Regions from separate parts of the Sus scrofa genome. Here region 2 is linked to region 1. The links are chromatin contacts, called in public Hi-C maps. All regions are on one chromosome and are shown on one strand. The core of a region is the stretch at or near the end of the contact, and the rest is flanking DNA. Distances in the headings are between cores, read along the strand shown.

The links. Hi-C and Micro-C count contacts between places; a contact is called where the count stands out from the background.
Region 2: a Hi-C map of retroperitoneal adipose tissue shows a contact between it and region 1, with 2.3 times the contacts expected there. The contact joins two enhancer-like sites. A contact is called at or near these places in 1 of 5 promoter capture datasets (fetal liver), 12 of 47 Hi-C or Micro-C datasets (blood, embryonic fibroblasts, epiblast stem cells and 7 more) and 2 of 2 datasets of contacts at active chromatin or transcription factors (alveolar macrophages and skeletal muscle).

Annotation. Positions count from the first base shown.
Region 1 is chr14:75,017,646-75,023,326 of Sscrofa11.1, forward strand. All of the region lies in intron 7 of ASCC1 (activating signal cointegrator 1 complex subunit 1), which reads right to left. Among named protein-coding and RNA genes, the nearest start is that of SPOCK2, 52 kb to the left of the region's middle. Within about 2 kb of position 2,171, at least 3 of the 83 cell types and tissues checked have an H3K27ac peak or open chromatin away from gene starts, as enhancers often do. A contact at or near this core is called in retroperitoneal adipose tissue, where this site is marked.
Region 2 is chr14:75,170,392-75,175,864 of Sscrofa11.1, forward strand. It overlaps DNAJB12 (dnaJ homolog subfamily B member 12), which reads right to left. Exons shown (of 9, transcript XM_013983329.1): 7 at 4,121-4,230; 8 at 2,348-2,520; 9 at 1-540. The coding sequence ends at 491. Among named protein-coding and RNA genes, the nearest start is that of DNAJB12, 17 kb to the right of the region's middle. Within about 2 kb of position 3,135, at least 46 of the 83 cell types and tissues checked have an H3K27ac peak or open chromatin away from gene starts, as enhancers often do. A contact at or near this core is called in retroperitoneal adipose tissue, where this site is marked.

The sequences.
Region 1 (5,681 bases), core at 921-3,420:
TTGTTTTGTTTTGTTTTAGGGCCGCACCTGAGGCACATGGATGTTCCCAGGCCATGGGCTGAATTGGAACTGTAGCCTCTGGCTTACGCCACAGCCGTAGCCACGGAGCCAGAGCAACAGCAACGCCAGATCCTGTTACGGCAGCTGCCCTGCAGCCCTGCGCCACAGCGTATCAGCTCTGGCGACAGTCCTGTGGCTACAATAATGTACCAGCTCTAGCGACAGCCCTGTGGCTGTAGCGTACCAGCTCCAGCAGCTCTGTGGCTGCAGTGTATCAGCTCTTCTACCCGGCAAGAAACCAAGCGAGCACTCGGAGAGTTGGAGAACTCAGGCTTATTACGCCAGCGGGCTCAGAGGAGATGGCTCTCTGGAGTCTGAGCCTCGAAGAGGGGTTTCACAAGGCTTTTATGGGCTAGTTCTTCCAGGTCCGTGCTTGGCGGACCAGAGTTAGAACTGGCAAAGTAATAAGATGCGGAAACAAATTTACAGAAGCAGATGTGTGGGGGAGGGGTGGTTAGGGGCGGTTGTCTGGACTTTGCTTGGTCATCATGGCCAGGGTCTCTCCTTTCTACCTTTTTATCAGAACATTTTCTCCTACAATCTGAGCCACATGAGCGACCTACACCACAGCTCACATGGCAAGGCCAGATCCTTAACCCACTGAGTGAAAACAAAGATCGAATCCGTAACCTCATGGTTCCTAGTCGGATTCATTTCCGCTGCGCCACTACAGGAACTCCAGCTCTCTTCCTACTTTTGAGGGAAAAAAGGTAAATGTCTACAAATTGGTTTATAATCTCTTTTTAATCTCATAATATTCTATAGTGAATAAGATAAACTCCCTGCCTCCTAGAATCTTAAGAGTCTATTTGAGAGAAAGAAGGTTAACAAGAAGGAAAGACAGCATTTGGACATAAAAAGGTTTTTTTTCACCTTTGTTCTTTAAAGATTTTATTCCTGGGTAAATAAGTTCAGGTTGACAGTTATTTTCTCTAAAAATCAGTCTGCTGTCTTTTGGCTTTGTTGTTGATATTGAGAGGTCCACTGTCCTGATAACTGTCCTTTGTCCCTCTTTTAAATTCTTTTCTTTGTCTTTAGTGCTCTGCATTTCCACGTCATTGATCCTGATAAGGATTTCTTTGTATTTAGTCCATTTGTATTTGCCTGCATCTAAACCCCTCCAACCTCTTCACGTGGACATTTCCTGTGACCTTCTTTCCCTCTTTACACTTCAGTCGCACCTGGAATTTGCTAGGTTTTTCCTTCCACAGGGCTTTTGCTCTGCATTCTCTTGCCTAGAACTTCCCACCAGTCCTTTGCCTGCAAACTCCCACTCCTTGAGATCTCAATTCATATCAATTTCTCAAAGAGGCTTGCCTTAACTCTGCCCTGCCATGGTCTAAACTGCCATATTTTCTGTCTTTAAAAGAGAACCATTTTCCCCCAGACTCACCTTTATTGCACTTTGCAGTGATAAATTTCTGTTACCTGCTAAGGCCTATTAGCATTCTCCATTTGTCTGTAAACTCCATGGGGGCAATGACTGTGAATGACTGGCTTTACTCATCTTTTATATTCATCTTTTATAGCACAGTGCCTGGTATGCAGTGGGGATTTAATAAAGCTTTGTAGAATAAACAATGATCAAATGAAAATCAATCTTCCTTTATTTATTTATTTTTTGTCTTTTTGCCATTTCTTGGGCCGCTGCCGTGGCATAAGAAGCTTCCCAGGCTAGGGGTCCAATCGGAGCTGTAGCCACCAGCCTACACCAGAGCCACAGCAACTCGGGATCCGAGCTGTGTCTGCAACCTACACCACAGCTCACGGCAACGCTGGATCCTCAACCCACTGAGCAAGGCCAGGGATCGAACCCGCAACCTCATGGTTCCTAGTCAGATTCATTAACCACTGCGCCACAAAGGGAACTCCAAAATCAATCTTCGTTTTAAGTGGCATATAATAGTGCCTCTGGATCTGCACTTGGAATTACTCCCTTTTCCTAATATGCTACTCCCTCAGCCTGAAAATTCCTTGTCCAGCAAAGAAATCTCTCTGAAGCCTTCCTTTACAAACTTTGCTCACACATGGGCATGGTTCTGCTGCCTATCTATGCATCCCTAGAATCTCAGTCACAGCCTTCACCCAAGTGTATGCCAGTTACTGACATCTGCCTCCTCCATAAGAAATCCTAGGGTCTACTGCACCTCATATCCCGGACATCTGAAAAATGCCTGAGGGAAAAGAGGCCTGGAAAAGGTGGAACTATTGATGGTGCCTGGTCTCTGAGGAGATAAAGGAATGGGGTCCCAGAATAAGTAAAGGGATTAGGTTTCATTAGAGATCATGTATGCCATTCTTCAGAAAGAGAGTGAAATTCAGTGGGCTGGGTATGACGAAAAAAGGTAGGCTATAAGCAGGGAAAGAAGGAAGCTGAGCTGGCTTCATGTTCTCAGTATAATGTGAGGAAGCTGTTCTTCTAGAGGAGGAAGGGTGGAGGCCTGAGAGAGTAACAGACAGAACGGAATAGCCACTGTGTTCAAATGCTCAAGTCTTAGCAACATCTGACTACTAAGTATGGGTGAAAAGGTTGAATGCAAATTCCTTACCCAATTAGGCTTTACAAAACCCAAGAATACATCATTAAGTGTAGCTACTACACTGTCCCAGATCTGTTTCTAGAAGAAAAATCTGATCTAAGTGCTTCCATCCTTTGAATGGTCAGGCACTTCATAGTCCAGAATATTAAGGGAGGAGTTCCAGTTGTGGCTCAGAAGTAACAAACCCGACTGGTATCCATGAGGATTCGGGTTCGATCCCTGGGCTCACCCAATGTGTTAAAGATCTGGCATTGCCATGAGCTGTGGAAGAGGTCACAGACATGGCTCAGATCCTCCATTGCTGTGGGTGTGGTGAGGGCCAGCAGCTGCAGCTCCAATTCGACCCCTAGCCTGGGAACTTCCACATGCTGCACCTGCAGCTCTACAAAAAATAAGAATAAAAAAAATTTTTAAGGGAATTTTTTATTTTAAATATATGAAATCATATAAAGAAAGTTGAGAGTGTTTTTATTACAACATGGCCTCTCCCCATGCCTCCAAATTGAGCAGTGCCTCTTCATACAAAGAAACACAACTGATTGAATGTACCTTAAAAAAGAGGGCCATGTCTTACTCATTTTTTTTTATCAATTTACAGTCTTGAAAAATACCTTGCAAAGGAGGCATTCAAAGAGTTTTAATGTTAAATTAAATAAGATGTGTACAAGTCCCTTAGACATTGATTTGAGGAGGGGAATTTATAAATCCTTTTGAAACAACACAGATGTGTCTCTTCTTGCGGAGGAAAAATGGGCAATGAAAAAACAGAGCAGTAAGAGGGATGAGAATTACTCAGAAAGGTTCTTGGTTGATCATATGAGTGGATTTAGTCACCACTTCACAAGATTTCAAATTTTGCACACTTGACAACAGGAAGTGTGCAAAATTTGTAAGCTCTAGTTCTGTGGGAAAATAAAGGATGTATTCATCTTCTGAGACCTTATCTTTTCATCAATGTGGGCACAAATTATGTCTGAGCACTACCTTCAAAAGACATCTAACTTCTATAGCTCTTCAAAACCTGACTCCTCTATACTTGAAAGACCGTCTATAAAATTAAGGGTCTTACCATTGAACATATCCAATGGAAACACTCAAAGTAATGATTTTGTCACCCTTTCTTTTGTTTTTTATTTATTTTTTAAAATAGTTATTTCCCCAATACGATCTTTTTTTCTACTGTACAGCATGCTGACCCAGTTACACATACATGTACACATACTATTTTCTCACATTATCATGCTCCATCATAAGCAGTGCTACACAGCAGGATCTCATTGCTAACCCATTCCAAAGGCAATAGTTTGTATCTGTTAACCCCAAGCTCCCCAACCACCCCACTCCCTCCCTCTCCCTGTCACCCTTTCTTAATGACTACTTTTCCTCCCTTAGGGCCACCGAGAATATGATAAATCAAAACTGTGGAGTCTGTGATATATGCATGTTAAAAGAGACTTGAAACCCTCTATTAGGGAAAGTTCATTACTTTTACACTGTGATCCCATGTAAATTTTCCACACAGCTTCATGTTAACTGTATAACTATAGGCTAGTACAGATTTTAGTTTTACAATAGTCAAGTTTAAACTAATAACAATAAAAATCATATAAGCCCTGTAACAGAGAATAAGAAAACAAGAGAGATCGGGCTGTGTGGCTACAATGTCCTATAAAATTACAAGATTTACTGAAGAAATAAAAAACATGACTTAAACATTTTAAAAATGAGTCAGTCCCAAAGACCTGAAAACGGCTTTAGTCATAATAGCTGAAAGGTGGAAACAGACCCAAATGTCCATCAACTGATGAATGGATAAACACAATGTGGCATCTGCATATAATGGAATATTATTCAGCCTTAAAAAGGGACAAGTACTGATACATGCTACAACATGGGTGAACCCTGAAAACATCAGGCTGAATGAAAGAAGTCAGACATAAAAGTCCAATATTGTATGGTCTCATTTATAGGAAATACACAGAATAGGCAAATCATAGAGACAGTCGGTAGACTAGTGGTTGCCAGGGGCTGGGAAGAGAGAAGAATGGAAGAAGGGAGAAATGGAAAGTGACTGCTTAATGGATTTCCTTTTCAGGTGATAAAATCATTCTAGAACCATTGTGATGGTTGCACAATGTTACTAAGATACTTAATGCCACTGAATCATACACTTTAAAATGGTTAAAATGATGACTTTTATGTTATACTAATTTTACCACTTTCCAAAAAAAGGTAGATGGCAATTTTCCATTTTACTTTAGGAATAAGGGTTGGAACACAGTCTATCCTACTCAACCTAGCATACAGACACTGAAAACCTTCTTACAGCACAGGGATTCAGAGCACGGTTTTGCTACCTATGTGCTCTTTAGACAAGTTACTTAAGCTCTCTGAATCTCCTTGATCTACAAAATGGGATAATACAAGTCTTTATCTTTTTTTTTTAAATCTTATACATATGCTGTGAAGATAAAATGGAGATAATAAAGTCTAAGCACAAGGCCAGGCAAGAGTAGGTGCTAAACAAAAGACAGTTATAATTTCCCTGGAAACTATGCAATCTTTTTTTTTTTTTTTGTCTTTTGTCTTTTGCTGTTGTTGTTGCTATTTCTTGGGCCGCTCCCGCGGCATATGGAAGTTCCCAGGCTAGGGGTTGAATCGGAGCTGTAGCCACCGGCCTACGCCAGAGCCACAGCAACGCGGGATCCGAGCCGCATCTGCAACCTACACCACAGCTCACGGCAATGCCGGATCGTTAACCCACTGAGCAAGGGCAGGGATCGAACCCGCAACCTCATGGTTCCTAGTCGGATTCGTTAACCAGTGCGCCACGACGGGAACTCCAGGAAACTATGCAATCTTAAACGTTAAACAAAATCTTACTTAGATCAGAGGTCCTCACAATCTGGTTTGAGGACCTCTGGAGGTCCCTGAGATGCCTTTAGGGGGTCCATGAGAGCAAAACAATTTTTGTAATAGTTATATGACATCATTTTCCTTTTTCATGGTAATGACATTTGCACTGATGGTACAAAAGCAATGGCAGGTAAACTGCTGGCACCTTAACACATATTAAGGCAA
Region 2 (5,473 bases), core at 1,885-4,384, 150 kb after region 1:
CCCTGCATAGTTTAAAAAGTAGGCTATATATATATATATCTCTTTATATATGCTATTTACATATAAATAGATATATACATATACACGCATCTATAAATTACATTCTATGGAGAGTTCGCTTTCATCTTCCTCTTTCTCCTTGGCCAACACCTCTGATTGCTTCCACTGAGGTGACTGGTGGTGGCTTCAGGGAGGGGGAAGAAAGGCAGCTGGGTGCCCCTTCCCCCAGCCCTTCCCATAGACATTTGCTGCAAGTTTTACATTCTACTTTCGTTGCCATGGTTTCTGTATCCTAGGAGAGAGCCGATGTGGAGCCTGAGCCTTTGCCATCCTTGGGAGGAAGGGAAGCAGCCCCGTGGCAGGTTTTCCTGTCTGTTCTAAGAGCTTTCTGCATTTACTGGGTGAGAGAGAGGGCAGTTGTGTGGCATTCGGCCTCCAATTCCATTTTAATTTTTTTTCTTGTTATGTCTTTCCTTAAACATACAGTCCATCACCTTGGCTCAGTGCACGTCACCAAAAATTCTCCAGGGATTTCATAGTCTGGGGAGGAGAGTGGTAACAGTTAGCTTGGCAGCATGTGCCCCGGAGTCTCTAACTCAGCCCACACTAACAGCCAGCTCCTTGGCCCTGTCCTGCCCATCTCAGCCCCGCCCCCACCGCCCCCTGCAGTCTCTTTTCCTCCCAGAGGCACTAGCCAGAAAGGCCTCAAAGTAGAGTCTGTAGCTGGACCGCCCCTGAGGGAACACAGACAGAGGAGGGGGTGGGCAGGGAACCAACACAAAAAAGAACCTTCACCGGCTCTGCCCACACTCTTCTGGGCTTAGTCCAAGCTGTCCCCTTTGGCAAATGCTGGGAACAGAGCCTGCTACCCACACACAAGCGTAAAGAAGCAGGAAGCCTGCTACCAGCACCTTTCATTTTTTCCCCACCCCTTCTGTGCTGAGGGCTCTCTGCTCAGCTCTGAACTCATGACCTTCTGTTTCCTTCCTCAGACCTCAGGTGAGACACCTGGGTGGGCCGGATGCCTGTGGCTTCCAGGCTTCCAGGTGCAGTGGCATTCAAAAGCACCTCTGATCCCACTAGACAAGGAGCAGCCTGGGGGTGTGCCCCCCCCCCTCGGCCTGCTGCCTGGCTGCCCCCCCTCTGGTTCCATTTCTTCTTGCCTAGAAGGACAGCGAAGAGGAAGGGCTCTTGATCCACTAGTTCCCCCATGGTTCAGGGGACGTGTGGGGCCTACTGCGGACCCAGCAATACTTGGTGGCCTTAATCCCAGGGCTCAGATTGATAGTCTGCTGTACTTGGGAACAGGCCATGGTGACTCGATGGCTGTAGACCAAGGAGGCATGAGTGGCCCTTAGCAGCAGCTTTGGGCTCCCCTTCCTCTCTGGCTCTTGGGCACCCCACAGCTCCAGAGTATGGAGTGCAGTGGGGTGGAAGAGTGCTAGAGGGTTGAGACAGACTATAGTTTCCCAGTGCATGCCAGAGCTGTCCCATCTTTGCACAGTGGAGGTCAAGCTGGGGACAGGGAAACTGTGCCATGATCACCAGGCTCCCTCCCTCCCTCCTCCTTCCACTCTCCTCTGCCTCATGACCAGGGCCGGAGCTGCCAGGAGTTGCAGGGCAGAGGCGGCCCTGGCTCATACTTGGACCTCGGTGGCACGGCTGGCCCAGGACTATCCATGCAGGGAGGCCTGCACCTCTGACAGTCGGTTACAGCTTGGGGTGCCCATCTTCTGTGCTTTGTGGTACATATCTGTGTCGCCAAAGTAGCGGGCCCGATACAGCAAGCCTTCCTCTGCAAAGCAATGGAGCAGGGTTAGGCTCACCCCTAAGGTGCTACAACACCTGCCTGGCCTGTGGGGGGACGGGGAAGGCAGTTCTAGGCCCAGGAGCTGGGGCAGAGCTGGCTTCCCTTTAGGGTAGACCCTGGACAAGGAAATATGGTCCCCCTTGGGAGCGGACTAGAGGCTCCTTTCTATGTAGTATAGTTGAGGCCAGCCAAGGAGAGAAAATGTCATCCTGGTCAGACCTCCCCGCTCCGGGTGCCAAAGATGGATCCAGATGCCCCATCAGTGGGTGGCCAAACGTGCTCCAATCTCCCTCTATACACTCACCCACGGCAAGCAAACAACGGGCTGACTGAAGTGATCTACGGCAAGTTGGAGGCAATCTCCAGGTGGCCCCTGGCTCCCATCCCCAGGGAAACATGGGGGTGGAGTCCAGCTCTTGGCTGGGACATGGCTGGCGCAGGGCAGCGCCAGGTGCTGGGCCCACACATCACTGGGTGAGCAGGGCTTTCTCCTTCCTTGCTCCAAGCTTTGCACCCCAAATACAGACACACACTCACTTTGCTGCTTTTCCTTCCAACAGTTGTTTCGGAGATTGGCAATATAGTCGTCTTCCACATTCCGTTCAACCATTTTGAGGCTGGAGCCTGTGTACTCTTCAGAGAATGTGTCTGCTACGTAGTAGACGACGTTCAGGTGGTCAGTGACCCGCTTGTGGACGTGGCCCACCGACCTGGACAGACATACACCAGGCACGAAGTGGGCTTGGGTCCCCAGGCCCTCAGGTCCTGACTGGGGTCTGCCAGAGGAGGTGCCATAGAGGCCACAGGAGTAGCTGCTTCCTTCCCAAACTAGAGCAGGAACTCCGCACTACCCCAGGGAGGGCCTGGAGAAAAGGCAGGGTATCCCTCCAGTACAAATGGCCCAGCCTACAGCAAGGCCCTGCTCAGGCTCACTGCTTACCACATGCTAACTGTGGCCTTTCTTGGGGGGAGGGGGTGCTGCTGAGGGAAGTCTGGATCCTGGAGTGAGTCCAGGCTTCACCTCTGACGAGCTATGTGACTTGAGATCCCTGTGCCTTCTTTTCCTCACTCATTCCTAGGCCAGTCGCATTGCTGAGGGCCTGCCTGGCTCCCCAAGAGCTCCCAGTCTAGAGTTACGAGGCTTAGGAACACAACGACAGGAGGAATTCCAAAGAATTGTACCCTTCCAGCTCTTGGATTCTTATCTTTCAGCTCCACCTGCAGGCTCTGGGAAAAACTTTAGCATGCAGACAGGAGTCAGTGCTTCAGTGAGCACAGCCCCTGCCTGCCTGCTGCTGCCTCTCAGCTCCCCAGCTGCAGAGAAAAAAGCTGGCATCAGGCCACAGAGCTGCTGCCCTGGCTGATGTGGGTCCAGTGGACCGACTCTGCCCCCTGCTGGTTGAGGGGGATCCTGCCAGGCTCCGAGGCAGAGCCTGGCCACTAGGTGGGGGCAGGGGCGCGGGGAGGGAGCTGATGCCTTAAAAGGTCAGATAACTTGCCCAAGTTCACCACTGGTGGTTAAGACCATATATTCATTCAACGAATGGTGTCAAGCATTTCTGATGAGCCTGGCACTTTATGTGTATACTCATTTAGTTTTCACAAGCAGGTAGATGCTATTTCCATTTTATAGATGAGGAAACCAAGGCTCAGAGAAGTTATGTAATTAGTCCAGGGTTCACAGCTGCTTAATTAGTAGAGGAGCCACTCTTACTCTTACTCTAAAGCCTCTGTTCTTGCCAGGGTCTCAAGGGCCCCCAATCAGATTGCAAGAGCAGAAGCTCTTAAGGCCAGTAGATAAAATGGGGAGAGTGTCACAAAGCCAATGAAATCATGCAAAATTGTGTGTGCCTGCAGTGTTCCAGGGAAAAGATCTGCAGGTTTCACTGTGTTTTCTTAAGAGACTGTGATCCTAAAAAGACCAAGAATCTGGAGTTCCCATTGTGGCTCAGTGGAAATGAGTCTGACTAGTATCCATGAGGACACAGGTTTGATCCCTGGCCTTGCTCAGCGGGTTAAGGATCTGGCGTTGCCATGAGCTGCGGTGTAGGTCACAAATGTAGACTGGATCTGGCGTTGTTGTGGCTGTGGCTCTGATTTCAATTCCTAGCCTGGGAACTTCCATATGCCACGAGTGCAGCCCTAAAAAGCCAAAAAAGTAAAAAAAAAAAAAAAGGAATTCCAACAGAGAAAGTCTATTTTCTTGATTCTGAGCAGCTTTCTATGCTGGATTTCAATGGGATGGATTTCATGGGGCCTGAGACCCCATGTCTACCCACCACCCGTCTCGCCCCAGCTACAGATACTCACGGCCTCAGGCTCAGACTATAGGGTGGACTGGAGACCATAAGCTGGCTGAGAGCTGACACGAGGATCAGGATGAGGATGGGCATCAGCTGGACAAACACCCCCAGCCCACCCTGGAGGGAAAAGCCAATGGTCACCCAAGCTGGACCTGGGAGAAAGTGCAACGCTAGCTGCAATTGCCACCAGCTCCCCCAGCACAACCGAGCTCAGGTGGCAGGAGCCAGCTGCCATGCAGACAGGTCACAGTGCCACTCTCTCCCCCTCCCTCCCACAGGTCCCCCAAATACATAAGCTCCTCTACCTGCCAGCTTCCTGAGATAAAACAAAGCAGCAACTGGGGTTAAAAATGGGTGGGAGGCTGGCATATGTGTTTATTTGTGAGAGAATATTCCCCCAAATGAGCACAAGTGTCTGCCTCCAAAAGAATGGGTGGCAGGGCTGGAGGGAGACTTCCATTACATGTACTTTTTTTGATTTTTGAACCATATGACTATATTATCAATTTAAAGATTGCCAGTTAAGGAGTTCCCGTCGTGGCTCAGTGGTAACTAATCTGACTAGAATCCACAAGGACACAAGTTTGATCCCTGGCCTCACTCAGTGGGTTAAAGATCCTGGCATTGCTATGAGCAGACATGGCTCAGATCTGGTGTTGCTATGGCTGTGGTGTAGGCCGGTGGCTGTAGCACAGATTCAACCCCTAGCTTGGGAACCTCTATATGCCACAGGTGCGGCCCTAAAAAGTCAAAAAAAGTCAAAAAAAAAAAAATTTCCAGTTAAGAAATTATAAATAAAAATTAATAAATTTGTTCATTGTGTGATAATTTGTGACTTATAAACTCTTTTGGGAGATCCCATTGCGCGACAGAAATGAATCTGACTTGGAACCATGAAGTTGCGAGTCTGATCCCTGGCCTTGCTCAGTGGGTTAAGGATCCGGCATTGCCGTGAGCTGTGGTGTAGGTCACAGACATGGCTCGGATCCAGCGTTGCTGTGACTGTGGTGTAGGCCAACAGCTGTAGCTCTGCTTGGACCCCAGCTTGGGAACCTCCACATGCCGTGGGTGCAGACCCCCCAAAAAACAAAAAAAAACCACACAAAACTCTCTTTTATGCTAAATACACACAAAATAAGTTTAAAAAGTGAATAAATAAAAACAGGAGGCCACAATGACAGAGCTAAACGGAACCCCTCAGCCTGCCATAACTTTAAATGCTTTGCCATTGTCCACAGTATTTTAATCTTAACTGTTTTCATTTTGGTCAGCCAGCTATTCTTATGTGTAGCATTCAAAACAGGTTTGAGGCATTGTCTTCTTGTACATTTTTTGTACACATTTTTCAAGGGTGGTGAAA